2 separate regions of the Pan troglodytes genome follow, and region 1 is linked to region 2. Evidence: chromatin contacts called from public HiChIP or PLAC-seq data. All regions are on one chromosome and are shown on one strand. The core of a region is the stretch at or near the end of the contact, and the rest is flanking DNA. Distances in the headings are between cores, read along the strand shown.

Region 1 (5,385 bases), core at 2,833-5,332, 130 kb after region 2:
TTTTTATGATTGTCATCAGATTTGAAAACAGAAGATTAGATGGTATCTGATTGCTGTATTTTATTATTATCACATTTCAGCCTAGTGACTTAATAATTTCTATTTATTACTATATAATAATTTATTATAGCTAATGAAACAGCACTGAAATTCCAGATACATCAATGGCATTGAATTTAAAACAGTAATTGTAAATAGAAGATTGTACTCACAGATTTCCATGGAATTTTCTAGAAGCCTTACTGGAAACAGTTATCTTTTTCTCAAAGGGGAATAAAAATCCACAAATAATTAGCTGTCAAATGCAGGAAAAATGAAAATGAAAAACTAACAAAAGTAAAAAAACTTTTTTTTCTGGTTTGTAAAAGAAAAAAATATATATATATATATTTCAGAGACAGGGTCTCACTATGTTGCCCAGTCTGTAGTGTAGTGGCTATTCACAGGCACAATCATAGTGCATGACAGCCTCAAACTCCTGTGCTCAAGCAGTCCTCCTGTCTTAGCCTCCTGAGTAGCTGGGACTATAGGTGCACACCACTGCACCTGGCACAGAAAATATTTTTTTAAAAAAGTCTTTACAATGAATTGTTTCCTACTTAAAAACAAAGTCTTGAAACATAATTTAACTTATTTTCTTACTGAAGTTTTAACCACTTTCCAGCCTGATGTATCTCGATTATAACCTAAAACTTCTTGGGCAGTTTGTTGGGCAATTGCCTTGAAGTCGAAGTCCATCTATCTGCAAGTTTTAAAAACAAACAACTGGTAAGAATATAATCATATAAAAACTTAAAAAGTGCTATCTTACATTTTAATATTATTTCTATAATGCCTGTCACATAGAAATGAACATAATTACTTGATGAATGCATGTATGCATGAACCCCTCTCTCCTTACAGTCTTTCAAATGAGAAACTGTGGTATAGTAGAAAAATCTAGACTTTGGAATCAGAAACCTGGGTCATATCTTGCCTCTGCCACCTACTGTGTGAAGCATGTTACTTAATATTTCTGTTTTTCCATTTCTCTCAAGGTAAAATTAGGATAATATCTGTCTTGTAGAATTAGCGTGAGGATTAGATAAGATGATATGCTTAAGGTTCTATCCAGTGCCTGGCATACGATAGTCATTCAATAAATAATTTTAATTTCTAACAGTTTAATCATGCGTCCTTTGTCTTGTTAAGCATTATGAGCTGTTGGTTATGTGTTCTTGAGGATTATTTAAAGTGAGTAGCAGTGGCACTACATGATCTGACCCCTGGCTTCCTCTTCAAATATACCTCCTACCAGTCTTCTTCTTGTCCACTTAGCTTCAATCATTTGATCTCCTGGCTGTTCCTCAAATACAATAAAGCAATTTCTGACTTCAGGTTCTTTGTACTTGCTGTTCCTCCTGCTTGTCACTGTCTTCTGCAATGTGTTCATATAACTGACTGTTTCATAGGTATCTTTGCTTAAATGTCACCTCCTCAGACAGGATCAAGTTTAAATCAACTCAATTTAAACACATTGAACCCTGCTTGAAGTTAGAAACTGCAATGGACTGAATGTTTATGTCTCCCTAAAATTCATATGTTGAAATCCTAACTCCCAGGGTGATATTAGGAGATGATTAGGTCATGAGGGCAAAGCCCTTATGAATGGGATTAGTGCCCTCACAAAAGAGACCCCAGGGAGCTCACTGGCCCCTTCTGCCATGTGAGGACACTGCCAGAAGTTAGCAGTCTGCAACCAGAAGAGGGCCCTCACCAGAACCTAACCATGCTGGCACCCAGATCTCAGACTTCCAGGATCCAGAACTCTGAGAAATAAATTTATTATTTACAAGTCATTCAGTCTTTGGTAATTTCTTATGGCAGCCCAAAAGGACTGAGACAGGCACTGTGGTAGATGTAGCAACAACAGTTGAGTAAGATACTAGACATAACTATTTCTGCTGTGAATGAGTTCCGGAAGCTGCAGTCTCACTGGTCCTTTGGGTCATCATCCAGCTTTCAGTTAGGGGAAGCTGGCAGGTAAGGTGAAAACAGAACTGGATTCAAATCCTGACTTTGTCACTTAGTACCAGCTATATTATTTTGGATAAATTGCTTAACCTTTGAACTTCAACTTCCATATCTATAGAATGGGGATAATAATATCTATCTCACCGAATCATTATAAGGATTAGTTGAGTTAATATATGTAAAAATGCTTGAAACAGTATGGAGCCCTATACAAGGTTATCAAAATAGTTAGTTTCTCTTTAAAAAAAATGGACACATGTAAATCCATCATTTAAAAAACTCTCCAAAGATCTGCTTCCTTAAGCACTTAAATAAACCTTCTTAAAGTTTAATTATTGGAACATTTCTTCCTTAGCTCTCACTTAAAACTCTTCAGGTTGGATCATAAATCTATTTTCTCTTATTTAATTCTCCAGCAAGGCACAACAGGTAGTTGATAGTCTCTATATTTGAAAAGTTTTAGTAAACCATTATTATAACCTCCTCTTTCCAAGCAGAGTCCTGGTTTCTTTACCTTTCCTGACAGATCTAATGCAGAATTTTAGTAACTGCTGAGGCTCCTCTCCAAATCCTTGTGGAAATCTCCATATCTCTTAACCTGTGAGGAAACAAGGCAGAAGTAGAATTATTTTGATCCATGAATTAGGTCAATATATTTGATAATTTTCTTTATATCTTCTCAGTGTCCTTTATCTATACTTTGTCTTCATTAGGAAACATTTGCTACATATATGCCCCAAGATGAAAGAAAAAGATAGTACAAAAAAACTTTAAAAGATACTGTTTATAAAAAGAATCTTTAAGAAACTATTTTAAAGGAACTCAGTTTAAAAAGACATTTAGGTGGAACGTGGATACAAAAATTTAAGCTTTTAAGCTCACGTCATTAACAATTAACAAGGATTGTTAATCCCTGACCAGGGCTCGTCTTAGCATATAAAACACCGTTCTTGATTTCCTATTGGAAACCTACTTGATATTAATTGATCTAGAGACTTTGAAGATTATTGGGACATACCACTAGCAGGGTATGTCTTATTTTCAAATCACCAACTATTACTGCCACAATAGACCTGTGTTTAATTTAACCACTAAACTGAACGTTATAGCTTCCGGACTTTTTCATTTGCTAAGAGAAAAGGGAAGGTAAAATTTAGTAGGCTACAAAGGGTAAAATGGAGAAAGTGCAAACAGTAAGACTACAATTGTATTGCCTGGTGGTGGAACGTCGGATGAACTGGAACATATTCAGATGGACTCATGGTCAAGGATATCTTCACTCATAGGGTCAGTGGAAAATAAACATAAATCAACATTGGGATGGCCTCTTTTTTGGATACACCAATTGGTTGAAACTGGATTCTTTCCAGACTTGCAGACAGGTTCACACATGGTAGTGAGTCTTTACATCTGTTTGTACAATGTCCCTCTTTCTGGGCTGCCTGACTGGGTCCCCAATCCGTGCGGGGTCACTGCCATTCTTCCCTGGGAATCAAGGCTTCCTAGGAGTTTGTTAAATCCCATCCCTGGCTAAACTCGGGTCTCCAATCTCCCATCTGCTTTGTGTGTGAGAGGCTCCGGGGTGTGAGAGGAAAGGCACTGAAGAGGGAGTGAAAGAAGTGGTGGGGGGACTGCCTACTAGCTGAGACGATGTCTTATTTTTGGCGGGGGATGCTCTGGAAGCGAGAAGGCTGAACTCACTTGGAAAAACTGGAGCTGTGGGGCCGACTCTCAGCGACCGGAACGACAGCTGCCAGCGCCCTTAAGTCTCCCTCCCCACCCAGTCCCCTCCCGCAGACCCCGGGGCCGGCCGAAGGGAGATCAGCCAGTCCCCGCGCAAACTGGCCGAGAATAGCTGTGACGGAGGTTGGAAGGGCGTGGGGGGCAGCGACTTGGATGCCCCAGAAAGGAGGGAGAAACAGCACCTTCCAGCAGGGGTCGCGACCTAACGCTCAACAGCATCCTCTCCTCTTCGTCGGCCGCTCCCTCATTTTCGCTCGCGCCCGGCGCCCCACTGCCGCGCATGCGCACCGCAGGCCGGCGCCATGTTGGGGCGGTTTGAAAGAGAGCGCGGGCGTCGAGCTCCGCTGTGACTGCGGAGGAAGCTGCGAGTGAGCCGAGCCTGAGGCGGAGCGGTGTCCGGGTTGGGGATGCTTTGTGGTGTCTCGCGTTGGGTAACAGGCCTGAGCTTTCGGCGGAGAGCTGTGGAAGTGTGCGGTTTTTGTTTTTGTTTTCCTTTATTTTTATTTTGGGGCCTTAGGGGTGAGTTAGGCCGGAAAGGAGGGTGTCTTTTCGAGGGTTGTGACAGCCGAGAAAAGGCGAAAGGAGAGTGGCGAGGAAAGAGGAGGAGACGTCTCCTGAGGGAGGGCGCTTGTGGAGTCTCTGTGGAAGGAAGAATACTGTAGGGGGAGTGCCCCCTGGGCGAGGGAGGGTCGCGGGACGCGGCGGAGGGGGCTGACACGGGCGTCTGGGGACCTGAGGCGGCGACAGGAAGGGGCTTGCGCTTTGGGGCTGTCGCTTCCGAACACTTCTCCTTCAGTCCATTGCTGCGCTCGCCCTGGCTGCTGAATAAATGGTTTCGGAGTGAATAGCATCTCATTGAAGAACTTGTCTGTGTCTGTGACTGACGGGCGGTGGAACACCAAAGGGAGGGTGTCGCCTGATTGGGACTGGAAAAATTGGAATTCAGGGCGCCCGGGGTAGGGGAACGATGCGCACTGCTGGAGACGGGCGACCTTCGCTGGCCGGTCGATGGGTTCCTGGTTTTCTGCTGCCGAGTAAACAAACGTTCCCTTTCCTAACTTAGCAGTCACAGAGCTGTTTCCAAGAGTTGTTGTTAATTTCCTGTGCGATATTCCCATTGGCTATTTAACACTGAACGTTCTGTTTTTGAATCAAAGTTAGTTAAAATTTCTTGTCAATAAGTTTAACATTCTGTTCTTCCGCGTGATGGATTTTCTTTTGGAGATTCGAACTGAAGCCTGTACGGAGGAAATGGTAAGATACATGGGATTTGCATGAGATATGTGGGGTTCAAAATAATCCTGTGGCTGAAGTGGGGAGAAGTGGGTGGGTCCATACCCACTTTAGCTACAATTGTTGGAAGCAGGATGATGAGTACATAGGGGTTTATTGAAAGATTCTACTTTTGTATACTCTTTTGGGGAAAAGTTGGAAAACTTTTCATAATAGAACTTAAATTGTGCATTTTCTTTTTGTCTGTCCTGTGAGTTGAAATAACTAGTAAATGTTATCACCCACTTACGGAGACCAATACAACAGCTTTCTCTTTCAAGGTTTTGTAAAATAAAATCAGTAGCCTGTTCGGCATTCAAAGACAGAAAACATTTGGTCAGGCTTATCCAAACAAAT
Region 2 (4,911 bases), core at 440-2,939:
ATTGTCTCCAATACCCATATACATTCCCTGAAAAATGCTTCAGTCAGTCCACAAACACGTACCTCCAAACTACTGAATACAAGTTTATATTATCTTCTATCAATAGCATGGCTTATTACAAAATTTAGTAAATGTGTATTAAGTCCAGGGATGTCAATTGCCATAGGCACTTTCTTGAGCTTACTGGGTCACACAAACTGAAGACATCAGCAGCATGACCACGGGATTGCAAGATCACACTAAGGTGAAAAACCTTGAATCATTTTAAAACAGGATGTCTCAACCTCAGCACAGGTGACATTTTGGGCCAGATCATTCTTTGTTGTGGGAGCTTTCCTTTGTATTATCGAATATGTAGCAGCATCTCTGGCCTCTACCCACTAGATGCCAGTATCACACCCTCCCCAGGTGTGAGAACCGAAAATGTCTCCAGACATTGACAAATGTTCCCTGGGGAGCAAATTTTGGTCTAGGAGTCTAAAAACTTAGTACAGTGTGTCAGTTTCAAAAGAGTATATTCTGCAATACCAAGAAGTTCCAAAAAAACTTCAGGCATTCCAAATAGTTGCTTTATACAAAACTTTCTTGGATGAAGTAAATGAAACCTTGTTACTGTAGATAGCTCATTCTTCCACATGTGCATGCTTAACACTTGTGATGATGAATCTGGGACAGGCTGGGACAGGAGCCAACAGTGACTGGGTTTTATAGTTTCGATGAATTACACCTCCTTTTAACCCTTCAGTGGACTAACCATCCCTGCCAGGCTAACCCTTTCTTCGCAGACCATCTTCCCCGACGCCTTCCACATAAGATGCCCTCCTGCGGGCCCTCACCTTTTGACACTGCCTCCCACCGCACTGGGGTCAACTCTCACCCAGGGGTTCCGCCACCTTCCACCACCAAACCAGCCTGTCCCTGCCACATGCCCCCCGGGCCCCAGCGCTCATCCTGGCATCCCCTGACCAGGCCCGCTCTTGACCCCTGACCCCGGCCTGACCCCGCCATCCCCCTCCCCGCCCCCAGGGAGGTACCTGAAGTAGTAGACATCGCTCTTGCCAGCACTTAGCCCAGATTTTCGGATCACTTCCTCCTTCTTCCATCCGGGGGGGAGGGCCGGGCAGTCCATCCTCTTCCCGCTCTCCGTGGCCCGGGGTCCCCTGGGCCCCGGCCCCGCGCTCCCCGACGGGAAAGGGACCGGCTCCCGCCGGGGGGCGCCGCCGCCACCGCTGCCGCCGCCGCCGCAGCCGCCGCCGTCGCCGCCAAGGCCGCTGCCGCCACTCGGGGGACGGCCGCGGCCCCGGCCCCGGCCCCGTCCCCGTCCCCGGCCACGGCCCCGGCCCCGGCCACGGCCACAGACGCCGCCGCCCCGGCCCGCCTGCTTCCACCGCCCCCGGCCACGGCCGCCGCCCCGAGCGCCTTCCCTGCGCACGCCGCTCACCGGGGACGGGGCGAGCGCGCTGCCCTGGCCCCCCTGCTCTATGGCGGAGTCGCCGCCAGCGCCGCTGCCGCCCGCCGCGCTCTCCCCCTCCTCCTGCTCCGGGCAGCAGCGGCCTCCCCCCGGGTGCGCGCGCATCCAGCCCCCTCCCCAGCCGGCGCTGCGCTTCTTCCGTAACCGAGCCCTTGGAATCCCGGAGACCCGCCCCGCCCGCAGCGCGGCGCGCGGGGGACGCGCGCAAGCATCATAGAGCGGGCGCGCACAGAGCGGCCCTCCTGCCCGGGGCGTGGCCCCGGCCACCGCCTCTTAGGTCCTCCAAGCGCTCTGGGCGGCCATCTTGTCTCCGCCTTCTCGGGGCCACGCCCCCTCCCGCGCTTTTCCGGCCCGGGCCCCCACTGGGCGCGCGGAGCTGGGAAGGTTGGTCGGGCTAGCCACCAGCTGGGGGTGTCATAGTGACTGTGGTTAGTTTGTTTCAAACGGGGTAACCTCCACCATTATGTGATTTTACCTATGTTTGCTTCCCAATTAATGAATAACAAGCAAAATAGATCTTACATTACATACTCACCAACTCGGCTATTCATTTAAGGGGGTGATAGCCCCTTTTCCCGCCCCTCTGCACAAAGCTTGCAGGGGAGCTTATAATGAAGGAATGAAGCAAAGTGTCCCATTCGCTGAATACCAGTTCCCTTCTGAGCCTGGCTTCAGAGCCATTGACAGATTCTCCTGGAACCTTGTAAGGATGTAGGAAAAGAAATGATAACTTGGAATATGCCCATGAGTCAGATGGGGCTTACCTCTAGATTCTCCTTAGAATGACCAGAATCCCTAAATCCATCTAGAAATTTCCAGATGTCTTTGTCTAATACAAAAATCAGTGGCCTTTTATTTGGTAAATATTCCATTATGTTGAAAGTCCAGCCTAACTTACTGTCACAAGCCTTTAGGAAACTGTGTGGTATTCTTTTCGGTCTGCCAACTTGAATTTTAGAAATGCATATTTTCTATAAGTTGTTGAACATTTATAGAAGTGTGCTATTGATATTCAAGATAATATATTATGAAATATTTGGAAGATTGAAAAATGTAAAGCACATGTTATCAGCCTGATGATAAGCTATCTTGGGTTTCTATACTCATATGCCCTAAAAACTGAGGACCAAGTTTAACGTATAGAAAAAGTTGATTAATATAAAGCAACAAAAATCTAAAATTAATTTGGTTTATCTTTGCAGTATATGCAAACATTAACTCATACACGCAAACTTGTCTGTCTCTAAACCTGACCTTAGTCTTCTTTTAATGTCCTTTAGTTGAAAGACACTAATTTGTGGTTTCCTACAAGAAATTTAGAAATGTGAATCTAAAAAATCATCAAGAAATGAGTTCTGAGGAGATCAGTACTGGAGACATTCATTTAGAAGTCATCTGTGGGCCGGGCGCGGTGGCTCACGCCTGTAATCCCAACACTTTGGGAGGCAGAGGCGGGCAGATCACCTGAGGTCAGGAGTTCAAGACCAGCCTGGCTAACACGATGAAACCCCGTCTCTACTAAAAATGCAGAAAATTGGCTGGGCGTGGTGGCGGGCGCCCGTAGTCCCAGCTGCTCCGGAGGCTGAGGCAGGAGAATGGCGTGAACCCGGGAGGCGGAGCTTGCAGTGAACTGGATCACGCCACTGCACTCCAGCCTGGCCGACAGAGCGAGACTCTGTCTCAAAAAAAAAAAAAAAAAAAGAAGTCATTTGTGGCCGGGCGCGGTGGCTCACTTCTGTAATCCCAGCACTTTGGGAGGCCGAGGCCGGCGGATCACGAGGTCTAGAGATAGAGACCATTCTGGCCAACAGGGTCAAACCCCGTCTCTATTAAAATACAAAAATTAGCTGGGCGTGCTGGCGTGCGCCTGTAATCCCAGCTACTCGGGAGGCTGAGGCAAGAGAATCGCTTGAACACGGGAGGCGGAGATTGCAGTGAATCAAGATCGCGCCACTGCACTCCAGCCTGGCAACCGAGCGAGACTCCGTCTCAAAAAAAAAAGTCATTTGTGAAAGTGACAGTTGAAGGAGGCCCTGCAAGTAAGTAAGCTCTCCAAGGAAGGGCTTGCGTGGTTAATAATAAAAGGAAAGAGGATCAAGAACTGAATCTTGAGGAATGCCAATACTTAAGGTTCCACTGAAGGAATAAAGGAAAAAAATGATATTAAAGTTTGTATGACATAAGAGAGTACTCTGATTTTCACACATAATGGAAAGTAAAGGGTAAACATGAGCAAAAATCTCAGTAGAAACGGTAATTGAGACAGGTAGTTGAGACAACAGATGGGAACAGGTATACTTTTGGAAAATTCTACCTTTTCATGCTGTGCTAATAAGGCTGTAGATCAAATGATACATTGGATATAAAAGCATGCTTAAAGAAATAAATCACAGGATTTTCGGGTCATTATTTTGACTTCTACTACCAGATTCCATTTGCTAAATCCCAGAAGATGTAGCTTAATGTTCCCTCTGTTAAGAAAAATCTCATTTAGACATGTCAAAAGCTTTTTGGTTACACTTGAACTTTTCTGCTGTGATACCATAGAGCAAAGTAAAAAAAAAAAAAAAAAAAAAAATTAAATAAAAATAAATGCTCTTATTTATTCTCCCACTAAAAGAAAAAAAAATACTCCAATTAAGGCAACAATAAATTCCAAAGGGGACTAGATTGAGAGCTAAAAGAGTTAAGAATAGATGCTAAATACCTGAGAGACAGACCCCTTTGTTTCTCTTAAAATACTGGACAAATAATAAACCTTTTATAATTCTAGGAAAATGCATTTTCTATCACTCCTCCAGGAAGCATAGCAACGTTATTTTTCTCGGGTAGTAAAGTTGTGACCAAATTTTCAATTTGGTCTCTCTTACAATGGAGAAGGCTTGCTAGCTTATCTCTTGGAGAAAGTGAAAGACAAAAGCAAGATAGGATTATGTATGAAATCTGGTCCACTAAATGAACAACAGAGATGTAAGCACCTGTGATCTCTGCCTCCCAGGTATAAAGGCAGGTGCTAAAACACCAACTGTCACCCCTAGAAGACTATTCTTTCTTTGATTTTTCCCTTTATTGTTTAGTAGGTAAAGCTGAATGAAGTTAAGCCATTAAAGAAAAAGTTGTGGCCGGGCGCGGTGGCTCACGCCTGTAATCCCAGCACTTTGGGAGGCCAAGGCAGGCAGATCACAAGGTCAGGAGATCGAGATCATCATGGCTAACACAGTGAAACCCTGTCTCTACTAAAAATATAAAAAATTAGCCAGGCGAGGTGGCGGGCGCCTGTAGTCCCAGCTTCTCGGGAGGCTGAGGCAGGAGAATGGCGTGAACCCAGGAGGCGGTGCTTGCAGTGAGCTGAGATCACGCCACTGCACTCCAGCCTGGGCAACAGTCTCAAAAAAGAAAAGAAAAGAAAAGAAAAAGTTGTTTTAAAGAAAGGTGTTAAT

Evidence for each region. HiChIP or PLAC-seq counts read pairs in DNA pulled down with a chosen protein or histone mark.
Region 1: a contact with region 2 is called in an H3K4me3 HiChIP or PLAC-seq map of stem cell-derived excitatory neurons, with 2.8 times the contacts expected there. The contact joins the promoter of STARD6 here to the promoter of MBD2 in region 2. A contact is called at or near these places in 1 of 7 Hi-C or Micro-C datasets (stem cell-derived neural progenitor cells) and 1 of 1 datasets of contacts at active chromatin or transcription factors (stem cell-derived excitatory neurons).

The regions. Positions count from the first base shown.
Region 1 is chr17:64,416,905-64,422,289 of NHGRI_mPanTro3-v2.0_pri, forward strand. STARD6 (StAR related lipid transfer domain containing 6) reads right to left here and starts at 4,083. Exons shown (of 8, transcript XM_523930.6): 1 at 3,939-4,083; 2 at 2,528-2,611; 3 at 643-742; 4 at 213-262. The coding sequence starts at 738. It overlaps C18H18orf54 (chromosome 18 C18orf54 homolog), which reads left to right and starts at 4,589. Exons shown (of 8, transcript NM_001279819.1): 1 at 4,589-5,010.
Region 2 is chr17:64,285,671-64,290,581 of NHGRI_mPanTro3-v2.0_pri, forward strand. It overlaps MBD2 (methyl-CpG binding domain protein 2), which reads right to left and starts at 1,690. Exons shown (of 7, transcript XM_016933740.4): 1 at 1,035-1,690. The coding sequence starts at 1,576.